2 separate regions of the Zea mays genome follow, and region 1 is linked to region 2. Evidence: chromatin contacts called from public Hi-C data. All regions are on one chromosome and are shown on one strand. Each heading gives the region's core, a stretch centred on a gene start, on an enhancer-like site or on the middle of the called end of the contact. The rest is flanking DNA. Distances are from core to core; before and after follow the strand shown.

Evidence for each region. A called contact is a pair of places that touch in the nucleus more often than the background predicts.
Region 1: a contact with region 2 is called in a Hi-C map of leaf, with 2.2 times the contacts expected there. The contact joins the enhancer-like site here to the promoter of LOC100284398 in region 2. A contact is called at or near these places in 9 of 25 Hi-C or Micro-C datasets (bundle sheath, ear, leaf and 2 more).

The regions. Positions count from the first base shown.
Region 1 is chr6:140,952,539-140,959,090 of Zm-B73-REFERENCE-NAM-5.0, forward strand. No RefSeq gene overlaps it. Among protein-coding and RNA genes, the nearest start is that of LOC100284398, 46 kb to the left of the region's middle. Within about 2 kb of position 4,078, at least 13 of the 20 cell types and tissues checked have an H3K27ac peak or open chromatin away from gene starts, as enhancers often do. A contact at or near this core is called in bundle sheath, ear and leaf, where this site is marked.
Region 2 is chr6:140,906,913-140,913,004 of Zm-B73-REFERENCE-NAM-5.0, forward strand. LOC100284398 (IAA16 - auxin-responsive Aux/IAA family member) reads right to left here and starts at 2,433. Exons shown (of 6, transcript NM_001365325.1): 1 at 2,220-2,433; 2 at 2,036-2,117; 3 at 1,598-1,887; 4 at 1,376-1,502; 5 at 1,202-1,265; 6 at 916-1,113. The coding sequence starts at 2,325. The coding sequence ends at 1,078.

The sequences.
Region 1 (6,552 bases), core at 2,828-5,327, 47 kb after region 2:
TCGGGCGGAGCGGAGTTCGCCGTCTTCAGGGGCTGAGCCCAAGTCTGAGCCCTGGGTCAGGCGGAGCGGAGTTCGCCGTCTTCAGGGGCTGAGCCCAAGTCCGAGCCCTGGGTCGGGCGGAGCGGAGTTCGCCGTCTTCCGGGGCTGAGCCCGAGTCCAAGCCCTGGGTCGGGCGGAGCGGAGTTCGCCGTCTTCAGGGGCTGAGCCCAAGTCCGAGCCCTGGGTCGGGCGGAGCGGAGCTTCCTATGGCGCCTGAGGTCGGGCCTGACTGCCTGTCAGCCTCACTCTGTCAGATGCCACTGCAGTCGGTGCGGCGCAGGCGACGCTGTCCTTCTGTCAGGTCGGTCAGTGGAGCGGCGAAGTGACTGCGGTCACTTCGGCTCTGTCGACTGAAGGGCGTGCGTCAGGATAATGGTGTCAGGCCACCTTTGCATTAAATGCTCCTGCGATTTGGTCAGTCGGCGCGGCGATTCGGTCAGGGTTGCTTCTTAGCGAAGACAGGGCCTCGGGTGAGCCGGAAATGTGTTCGTCGCTGGAGGGGGGCCTCGGGCGAGACGAAGATCCTCCGGAGTTGGCTGCCCTTGTCCGAGGCTAGGCTCGGGCGAGGCGTGATCGAGTCCCTCGAATGGACCGATCCCTGACTTAATCGCACCCATCAGGCCTTTGCAGCTTTATGCTGATGGGGGTTACCAGCTGAGAATTAGGAGCCTTGAGGGTACCCCTAATTATGGTCCCCGACAAGTGGTAACCTGCTCTATGTGATCGGAGATCCCGTGAAGTAGAGTGGAGAAACAAGCTAGGAGTAGATTGTGAGGAAAGATCCCTTCTTTAACTCATTTCTGATGCACATCTTTCCTATCTGTAAGGCAGGATGGTATTTACCTTAATGTATTCCAAGAGTCTTATAAAGGTAAGATGTTGTCCTACAGAACATCTTCTGAGGAATACACCTATATGAGTCAGACTGCTGGTCACAGTATATGGGACTTGGGTAATCCCTAAATACTCATGAAAGGCACTGAAGTGTGACTTATATGCTTCTAAACAGCGGGGATGCCCTTTTGCAGCCTAGTATCAGCAAAGGATTTGAGTGAATCTCACTTCGCACAAAACTGTCAATTCAAGGCTTAGTCCATTGTTCAGTTGTGAATGAGTGAAACTCTTATTCTACATGGATGTTCAACTTAACAGTCTACATCGAAACACTGGTATATCAAAGGATTGTGATTCTGATACTACATCATTATAAATCCTAGAGTTTGGTGGGGATTGTTGGATCTTTTATGGGCTTGGCCCATTTATTGAATAAACTCTATGGTGTGTAATGGTGGAGAATACCAATAGTACCATATTGGAAGTCCAAGGGTCTTTTGGCTTGACTTATATGGTGGGAATTATTCCACTTAATTTGAGAAGTCAAGAAACGGTCAAGGGTGTGCCACACGCGCGCGCGCCGCCGCCACCGCCGGCCGGGCCGGGCTTAGGCCGGGCATGGCGTGGCGTGGCAGGCAGGCAGGCAGGCGGCGAGCGGGCGTGGTGTGGTTGTTTAACCGCGGGAGTTTCAACTCCGGGTTAAACCTTTCAGCTGCCTGTCTCTTTGTCAGCTGCATCCCTTGTCCTTCAGCTGCCCGTCTCTTGGCGTGCCGCATATGACCCTTCTCCTTCAGCTTCCCTCTGCGAGAGGATAAGTAGGCGAGAACCCCTGTCACTTGGTACGCGTGAGCAGAACCTTCAGAGTCACAGTCCAGCCGTAAGTGAGGGTATTCCCATCTCGTGACTCTGCGCGCACAGAGCAGCGAGAGGGCAGGTGCCTCCGAAGCCCTTGCCGTTCGAGACCTTGCACGGGGGATCGGCGATTAGGTTTTTGGGGAGCGTCTACGCGACTGCCCAAAACATCTTCTTCCTGACGACATAACAAGAGAAGCTGGACAAGGATCTGGATCATCAGAGCGCATGGGAGGGTATGATCAATTTATATCCTTAATATTTTGCGTTCTGCATATTATATATGTTTCATATATTCATTTGTGATGTTTCATATGTAGCAATGATTTTATCTCATCTGTTCTGTCATATTATAGTATGTTATATCTGTTTGTTTTAATCTTATAGTCATGATGTTTATATTACTATCAGTTTATTTTAAGTTGTTCCGTAATAATAGTTGAACCATGTTTATATACTTATTATATTTATATGATTCATATACTTTATGTTCTCATGATCCATATTATTATGGATATATTTGAGATCACGATTTCAATGGTTAATTATTTGATATATGTCATCATCATAATGTTAATTTATGGAATTAAAATGATATGGAAAATGCCTATAATTCTAACACTAAGTAACTAAACACGACCATTGTTATATCGCTAGACATATGAAAGAGGACAAGCAACTAATATATATGGTTGTATAATTATATTACTAGACATGTGAAAGAGGTGATCTCTCTTGCTCTATTATTATTACTCGGACACACTTGACAATCTCATTTTTTTCAAAGAGTTAAATAACTTTAGATTCTCTATAGAGTTAATACATTGTCGCCCTCTCATTATCTTTGAATACTCTTCGGTCTATTGTCCTTTGATCATTCAATCCACCGCTCTACATCATCACACCACAATGATACACCAAGAGGCTACACGATAGCCTACGCTACTCCAGCAAAGCCGCAGTGAAACATGTAATGCACCTATGACAAGAAACACAGAAACATAAAGATTACATCATCCTCTACACATTGGAAAGAAAAATGGGAAAATAAAAACGTAAGTACAAGAGAACCTTGAATTCCTTCATCCCAAACCATGGCATAATCTAGTTCGTGGGCAGAGTCATCCCACTTTACAACTCATCCCAATGTATGGGTTGATTTATGTGTGATTCGAGTGTCTCTTCTTTTAGGTCAAACTCTAATTCAAGTATATTCGTGCATGAATTGATGATAAAAACGAGGGGGTATTGCTAGAACTGTTGTACGATTGTTCTCATCCTTGTCTAAGCATAAAGGCATGACAACATGAAGAAATGAATTTCAGTGCCTACAAATTTAGAGTGGCACACAAGGTAAAATGGTCAAAATATTTGATCCGAGTATGACTAGTTTTTATCTTCCATGACAAACTTTTTATCTAGGCAATGTCTGTAGAAGAGATAAAGGGAAATTTTTTAGGAAGATGCCAGATGAATTATACACGGGCTTGAGGAGAAAAAGCGGAAAACTGAAGGGCGACATGCAATTTTCAAGCCGCTAGCGCATTTGGTAGAGAGTATGTGCAAACTATTAGGGGTGAACAGATGTGGGTTCGGTGCATTCTATGAGCGAGATGTTAGCCAACGGTTAATTAGGAAGACGATTGAACCTAAACATAGGGTAACAATGACAATGTATTAAAAGTATGAATAATGAAACTCTTCGGTCTGACAGTCGGCCAAAAACAGTTTGTAATATTTGCATCCCTGTACTGGGGCAATAATAGCGTGTTTGGTTTGAGTGATGAGGCAACCCATCATTTTCTCACACCTCGCTTTCTTTCGGTTTATGGAATGGAATGAGTTGGTTCATCACCATTTCATTCCTCATAGGATAATTATTAGGAATAATATGAGATACGATTTTATTCCACCAAATTGTTGAATGGACTCATGATGTACTATCTCATCTAAAATGGATTGACTCTTCAAACCAAACACCTTATAAGTAGACAACAAGATTTTAATGGAAATCGATGTTTCTTATGTCATCCCTCGTCTTGCCACATGGTTAAATTTGATTGTTTGCCTCCTTAGAAAATAAGGTATCTATTTTAATGGATTTTTTTGAAAAGGAGAGAGTACTTTGGCCTACAAGTAAACACACTCAAAGCCAAATCAAGTTACTCGTTAACACTTTGAGACAATAATGCCAAGAAAATGAACAAGACGTGCTTTGGTGTTTGTCTTATATATTGCTAGCACCGGTCAGGCTCAACTCTCAAGACAGAGCACAATGCAGCTGTAGACCACTGGCTGTAGTGGCCCACGCAGGTGTGCTCTATGAGCTAATGGAGGAGCAACACGCGGTGCAAATCCCGTCGTTGGCGCACATCCTGAAACAGCGAAGGGGACGTGCGCCCAGCCCCAGTCGCCCACCGGCACCGCGCCATGACATGCGTGCATGAGCATGCGACCCGGGGGCAAAGGTGGTGACATCCTTCTCACCTTCGGTACTTCACATCAAGCCAAATCAAGCGTGGAGGAGATAAGGTACTGCTGGTAGTTTAGACGTTGATTGTCCTCTGTCCCTGGCCCCATCAGCCATCTATCAATGCGACAGAAAGGCCACATTTTTTGTTTTGGCATTAAAGAAACATATTTAATTTCCGCAAATAATTCCATCTTTAGAACAATGATGACGTTAATGTATCGTTGGCAGTAGCGTGGCCAATGACGTAGTGTGGCCTCGGCTCAGAGGTAGGATCTGTGTCGTGAACAATCACGTCGAAAACGATCTATGACGTGAACGATCATGACGTTAATGTATCATTGGCAGTAGTGTGGCCAATGACGTTAATGATCATGACGTGAACGATCACGTCGAGGTCTCTCACTTGGCTAAGGCCAGGGTTAGAAATCCTGTTCAAATTCCGGCGAACTCCACCAAATTTTCTCATTCTCGCTACTAGGTGGTTTCGAAAACCATCGAAATATTTCAAAGATTCCGTATGAAATGTTTGAAATTCAAAAACAAATGGGAAAATTTTAAAAAACTAGAGATTCTCAGAAGCCCAGGGATATATTTTTATTCAAAAATTCATGTTTCGGTATCACAAATAAATTTGATTTGTTCTATAATCCGTTAACCCGATCCCATACACTCTCCAACCGAACGGATGACGACATCTTTCCCTTTTCACTCTCTCTGCTCCTCTCCCTAATAGGTGACATTGACGACCGATCCCATCGCATAGCCACCGAGATCCGCTTAGTTTTCATCGTTTCCCAGCAATATCTTGGTGAGTTCAGTTGGATTTGCTGAGCGTCGAGGTTTGTCGGGAACCGACAAGCATAGCAGCAACCTCGGTGAGATCAGCTCATTTACCACCGGGACCTGCCCTTTGCTGATCGGTAATCGCCTATTTTGTGCCGAGTACTTCACTTTGTTGCCCTAATTGAGCACGCCGCCGGCTTGACTCGGGGTCTGCATGGCCCTGATGAAGTTTGGTAGCAAGTTGCGCGGGGCGTGTAGTCAACCGCGTCGGTATTCATGATCATGCTCGACCTACTCCCATTCCTAGGCGCCATGACGGTTCCTTTATCGGTTGTTCCTCTGTCGGTGAAGCTCCTGCTCTTCCGAGTCTCGCCAACCTCGGATTCTTCATCATGTGAGACTGACTGGATCAGCAACTGCTCGTCGGTGATATGATGACGCCGGATGTTGCGATGCCGATTCCTACGGTGGTGCATGTTGCACCGTTGTAGGTCTTCTCCCTCTTCAGTGGGCTCGTCGTTAGAGACGTCACCATCGTCTGCCCTGCCATTAATGACGAGGATCTCAGAGAACTAGAAGGACAAGCCTGACGTTGCAGGTTTAGTGGTCGTAGATGACAAACCCTTCTAAGTCGGTGTGACGGTCATCTAGCCCCATGTCTTCCCAATTGCATCGCTGATGAGGTGCAAGTCACCATTCTGGTTGGTAATTAGCGAGATAGATCCAAAGTGGAATACGTCACCGAAAACAAACTTGACGTTGTTGGCGAAGGTGATGGCCATGGAGCTAGTCGATGTCACCTCCCCTACCTGGCACGTCAACTATTGGTCTTTGGTACCGGCAGTGCACCACGGGATGTATCACAGGGTGCTTTTTATGGTTGGCGAAATCGATTGTAGCTTGATGGTTCGCGTGGAACACGACATGACACAAGAATTATATAGGTTCAGGCAAGCAGAAGGCATAAATCCAACATCATGTGTGTTGCAGCGATTGTATTGCTCTGAACCCGAGGTTATAATGGTGCCCTGGTAGCTTGAGGTTTTGGTATGGAATAGCTATGAGATGGGAGCTACTGATAAATCGCAGGGGTTTCAATCCTGCCTTATATAGGCTGACAGATTCAGGGTTACAAGTCGGTTTTCTTCCTAACTACTAGTCCATGATCTCAGGGTTTGTTTTTGATCCACGCGTGAGTCTTCACACCTTTGAAACAAACGCTGCTTTGCCTTGTCCACGCCTTCTCACCGTCTTAGGGTCTGAGTTGGTCGATCAAACTATGAAATTAGCCGCCTGACCTGCTTAGGCCCTTCAACGGCCCATGTACTGAATCCACGCTATGAGGACCCAGGGGATATCTATCCCCCACAGGAAGGATGAGCTAATTACCTTGATTGATCCATTCTTATGGACACGGTCTTATATGTGTGGTCCTATCTGACTAGGTAGAGCATGCCTAGGGTTGTCCCCATGGACTTATGTAGGCCTCCTCGCACAAGCTAGGCATGCGTTCATAAGTTCGAGGCTCTTTGGGAAAGGTTGACATAAGTACCCCCATGTTCACTTATGGC
Region 2 (6,092 bases), core at 1,183-3,682:
ATATGTTTGGCACTTGGCTAAAAGGTTTAAATTCTAGACTTAAGAGCCTGATTTGGGTTGGAGCATGTGCCCTCTGTTGGGCTATATGGTTAAGTCGTAATGATGTGGTTTTTGATAATGCACAAGTTTCCACTCCCTTGCAGGTCACTTAGAGGGACACATTGGACAAGGTTCTGGACACTGTTGCAGAAGGAGGAGGACAGACCTCAAGTAAAATGGGCGTCGTGTGCTTGAAACAACAATGATGGAGATCTTTTCAAATAATGGATGGTCTTTTTTTCATAGATTGAGAGCATAGTTTGAGAGCTTAAATTTATGAAACCTTTGTAGAATGTAAGATTTCGTTCCAATGTGGAACCCCATGTTTGTGAGTTTGACAGCCGAATGTATCAACCGATACCGAAGCTGGAATATTAATAATATTCTCTTTTCTAAAAAAAATTTGGGTAGGGCTTTAGCTGAGCCAGAGCGATGCAAGCAGTAGCACAATGCCATGGCCCATGGGCCCTGGCGAGCCCATGTAAGTATGAACTATACACTCCAGCGCCAAGACACCTTGGGGCTGTTTGGTTCAGCTTTTTTCTGACCAGCTTTTCTGAAAATCTAGCTGTGGAGAGAATCTGGCTGTGGGAAGAATCTGAGTATCATTACAATTATATGTGGAGGAAGATCAAATTGTTCATAGGGCTCAGGATCTAGAAAGTGACGGATTCCTACTATTACAACGACTCAACCGATTATGTGTTTATGTTGATTTTAAATGGTTTTTGCCCTAACGAATTTTATAGAAGTTGGCTGAAAAGCTGAGCGTTTGGCAGTCCGCAGCAGCTTTTGGTGGCCAGAAGCTGGCAAAAGCCGAAACAAACAGGCACCTTGTTAGACTTTCAGATAAGTTGAGACACGTGATTCTAACAACACCACTCATCTCCTCTAGATTCCTGCTTCCCTACTTGATCACATACATGATGGTAATGGTAACAAAAATCCACGAAAAACCGCTTCAATTTTACATTGGTGGCCCTCCGAAAAGGCCGCAAAATGTTCAGAGTTGAGACTCCAGGGTACGCCAGCGCAGCACTAAGCTGCAGCTCTCTTCCTGGTCGCTGCCCTTAGCTGCAAAAGCAAGAGAAAAAAAATTACAAAACATCTCCAGGCTACAATATCACAAGAGCAAAAAGATTTCAGCGCAGCGTCCACTGACCGACGAGGGGTTGAGATCGGAGCTCCGCAGCACGCGCAGACGCCTGGCGGTGGCGGCGAACATCCTGAAAAAAAGGAAAAAAAAACGCAAGAAAGCTTGGTCCGTCAGCAGACAGAGCAAGCGCGCGAAAACGAGAAGCGATCTGGTGAGGTGCTGCAGAGGGGGCGAACTCACTGCCACGGCACGTCCCCGACCAGCATCTGGTCTCCCTCGTCGTCCTCGTACACCAGCGTGTACTCGCCGCCACCGTTCAGGATCCCCGCGACCGCCTGCCGCTCGCCGCCTGGTCCCGACGTTTGAGCTGGCGGCAAAGGCAGACAGAGGTCGATCGTCAGACGTCAGTTCATACAAAACTCGCGTGGTTGCGTGGTGATGCGCGCGCGCGCACGCACGCACCGGAGAGGAGGCCGCGGAAGAGGTGGTCGACGGCGGCGGTTAGCGTGTCGTAGCCGGCGTGGCCGCCCAGGTCGAGCTTCCGGCCGATGGGCACGCCGTCCATGTTGACCTTGACGAACAGGCCCTTGTTGCCGCCCTCGACGGCCTTGCCGCCGGCGCCGACGCTCGCGGACTCGTTTCCTCTGTGGCTTGGTGGCGGATCGCGGGACGGCTTGGAGGACGCCGAGGCGAGGTTCCGCCGGAACGCGCGCACTGGCGGCCATCCCACGACCGGAGCAGCTGCCGCCGGCCTGAGGAGTTGAATTTGAGGTAGTTCATAGTTCAGATGATGAGGCGCCGTTACGACAGTAACTCTGTTCTGGGTTTCGTTTCAGAAAAAGAAAGGAGGAGCAACCAAAGGCACAGGCGGCGAGAAAGAATGAAAGGTTCATCGGTTACCTGGCCTTGAAGCCATTGCTTCCCTTTGCTCGCCCAGCAGCAGCAGCAGCAGCAGAGCCGCCGTCTGCTTTGTCCTCGAAACCTGAAACCACCAGGCGAACACAGAACACAACGATGGGTTAATTGAAGCCAAGCCATGGAACTAGCTCGTATGTGATGAGGCACATGAAGGACGCGGCGGCACCTGCTGCAGCTTGGGTTGGCGATCCGGAGAAGTAGCCCGGGAGGCTAAGGCTGAGCTCAAGGCCGCTCCCCTCCTCGTCGTCGCCGAAGCGGCCATTCCAAGCCATCTCCGATTCCGATTCTCACACTGCCGAATGTTCTCTGCCTCCCCCTCTCTCACACACAGCCTCGCCCTCTTGCTGTCTCCTACGCAGTGTACTCCTATCTATCTATATACCCTGTGCACGCAGTCGCAGCACTGCTACCACTCTGAAACGGGGCGCAGTGCGGTGAGCCACTCAGAGAGACACAGGCTGGCCGGCGGCCGCTGTCATAATTGAAGTTATAAGACTATCTCGAACACCCGTTTCACTTTCTATCTCAACTTCTATTTCAAACCCTAATTTATAAACAGTGCAAGACATTCTTATACACGTCTTCATCTACAGTTAAAGCTTCTCAAATTTAATTAGAATTTTAAAAACTTTTTATAATATTTATATTTTTTTGAAAATTATTATAGAAGCAAATGCAAAACTCTATCTTTCGGTACTAATTATTTTTTTTTAAACGAAGAACCTCCATTTCTATTATTTGCATAACAGAAATACAACCGTACGTTTCGGTCGCAAAAGCAATCAAGCACCGACATACAAGGAAAGTAAACATAATCGACCTGATTCAGGTCATCGACAGCTACCAAACATTATCTACCAACATGACATCAAGTAGTAGGACATCACCCAAAGAAAGTAGTCAAATTATTGCAACAAAATGCGACACAGCGCACAGCCAGAAATCAACATAACAAAGACCGTCCAGCCAATGGAGGCTCCTGTCACCAAACGACCAATCAGCAGTCATCGACCGACGATCACTCCATTTCCAGTGTCTGGTCACCAGCTTCATTGCTCCCTTGCAGCTCTCTTCCTGCATTCCTAGCATTCGCAGCCTTCAGAAGAAGTTTTGCCCCCATCATGTAGTACATTCTGCAACTCCTTTTTTGCTCAGGCCCCATTTCAAGGAGACACAGTCTCCTGATTCTTGAAACTCAAAAGCCTGGAATTTCTCCATAATTTTATCCCAATTACTTCTGTTTTCGTCATTCAACCATCTTCTAAAGTCAACTGGCCATCCCTCTCCCTAACAGTCTGAACGAGAAGATATTTACCATTACACACATCATACAGGTCTGGTTCAGACATAGCCAGGGGAATTTCGTCGATCCAAGGGTCCTCCCAAAATTTGGTTTTATTACCCGATCGAATAATAACCTGTCTCCCAATGGTATAGTACGTTCTGATGTTCAACAGGTCACGCCAAACATGAGAATCAAAATACTTGGGGCCAACATTCAAAATACTGTCTCCATGAATATACTTTATGTTCATAATCTCTTGCCAGGTTCCTTTTTCATATTCAAGTTTCCACCACCATTTGCACATTAGACAAATATTCATTACTGTCAAATCTTTAATTGTAAGCCCACCTTTTTTCGTGTTAGCACAAACTCTATCCCACTTAATAAGGTGGTATTTTTTCCTGTCTCCCTCATCTTGCCAAAGAATTTTTTTCTCTTAATGTCCAATTTTTTGACAGTGGTGTTCAGTGGCGGAGGAGCTATTTTGGCTTAGTGTGGCATCGGTTATACCTTACTTTTAAAAGCTCTCATATCTTTTACTATAACAACAAAACAAGACGTGGTGTGGTGGATGTGTTGTCTTTATTCTAGCAGCAGGTCTTGAGTTTGATTCATAATTCTTACAGATTTTATTTTTTGAGCTATACCGTATTTTTTTTCTTTGTCTTTGGTGCTAGGAAGAAGATACATCCACTAAAATTAAGGATTTTAGAGAAATTACGTGGGATGCGCTAGTTGGCCGGACGGGTGACATGAAGCGGCTGCTGCAACTGCAACGAGAAAGCGGAGAGAGAGCACAGAGCACGCAGCAGAGCTCCACTCGAGCACCTGCAGCAGCCGCAGCCGGTCGGCGGTCGCTACGCCCGAGGAGCAGGCGGGGCAGGAGCGCAGAGACCGGTGGAAAGGTCAAGGGAGGGGAAAGCTGCGCGGCTGCGCCGATCTCGCGCGAGATGGGATGGGACAAGGTTTGGAGAGAGAGAGAGGAGCGACAGCGATAAAAAGGCGAGAGATTCGCGGGCGCAGCATTTGCTTGTGCTGTTTGCTGCTGTACAGTCAAGTCTCAATCCACACACTCTCTCTCTCCTGTTTTTTTCCCCGTTCACTGCAGCAAAGTACAGGATTGGGATCCTCTGAATTTGTGGATGGGAATGCAGTGCCGGAACGGGGAGGGACAGTCAGACAGAGGCCGGTAACCGGAAAGCTCCAGCCCCCATCATGCTCGAGCAGTCAAATCTCCCCAAGTGCACCAGTACCTTGCCGTTTTGCACTTACAACCAAAGTATAGCTGTTTCCTCCGTCCAAAGCTATAACAATCCCTTCACTATCATAAAAAAAATATTTCTTCTAATACTATCAGTTTTAATTTTTAGTACCTTAAATGCTATGCCGTCCATTACCAGTTAAAAAGCTATTGGTTGGTGCTAAAGAAGACTAAAATACTCTAGTATCTTGTATATGAACCCCCTCCGTACCCTTTCATAAACTTATTTTTGAGAACTTTAGAATATAAATATAACTGTGTAACAGTTTTTATAAAATGTTGTTGTCATATTACTGTTACGTTTTATATTGATGTTATGGAGTTTTCAAAGCTAAGCTGCTGAAAGGGCATGGAAGGGGTTCATTGACACAAGGGGTATATTAGTCTTCTCCAACGCCAACTAGTAGCTCTTTGACCGGTTATGAATGGTAATCTATTACTACTCTATAAGGCTCTATTGTAGACGTCCACATCCCCGTGTGGTGCACGGTTCTGCCCTCTCTCCCCTCCGCGATCTTCCCCAGTCCCCAAGCGCGCAGATCCCGTATCCGCGCCGCGATTGTCCCTCCTCCCCGACGCCGCGATGCCCGCGCCCCCTCCCCCTCCCCCCAGCGTGATGCCCGCAGCTCCCGGTGCCATGGTGCCCTCGCCTCCGCCCCCGTCCACAACCGCGCCCCACCTGCCCTCGCCCACGCTCTCCAGCGATCTCTTCTGCCGCGTCTTCACCACCCTCGCTCGTGATCTCCGCCGTCGTCCGCACTTGGTTCAGGTCAGATCTGCGTTTGGCGGCCCGTCCTCATCCGCGCGGCCCCGCCCACGATCTCCACCGCCGTCCGCATTTGGGTCAGGTCAGATCTGCGTTTGGTGGCCCGTCCCCGTCCTCATCCTCTTTCGCGCGCCCACGCCCACGCCCTCACGTTCTCCGCGCTAGTCACCCGCTTCAACCCCAGGGTCGCGAGAAGGAGGATGCCCCGGGAGCTGCAACTGCTCCACGCCCGCCCGTCCTCATCTGCGCACGCGACGTTAACCGGCGGGTCCCCTTTGCAACAGCCTTCTCGCGTTGGAAGCAGGACCTCTACGGCGGGCCCAAGGCCTCGCAGGCTTGCCTGACGCATGTGTTGTCGCTTCAACCCAGAGGCCGCCGCCGCCGGAGATGAGGGAGGAGGCGCTGGAGCGGCTGTGCGAGGTGGTGTGGGACAGCCCTGGGAGGCGAGAAACACCTCTACACGTCCGTAGCCAGAGATGATGGAGGAGGCGCTGGAGCTCCTGCGCGTGGTGGTGCGGGACACGTCGAGCTCCTTCGCAATGGAGGTTTAATGTTTTCTGCAGGTTCGTGACTGTCCTTACTAATGGGCAATACATGTTAAATGTGACCACTACATCAGTATATAGCAAGGCTCTTCGAGAAGCTACATGCTTCCTTATTGATAGGAATGTCTGTTATGTACAGTTTCGTCAGAGGTTTGATGATATTGATAGGAATGACTGATATG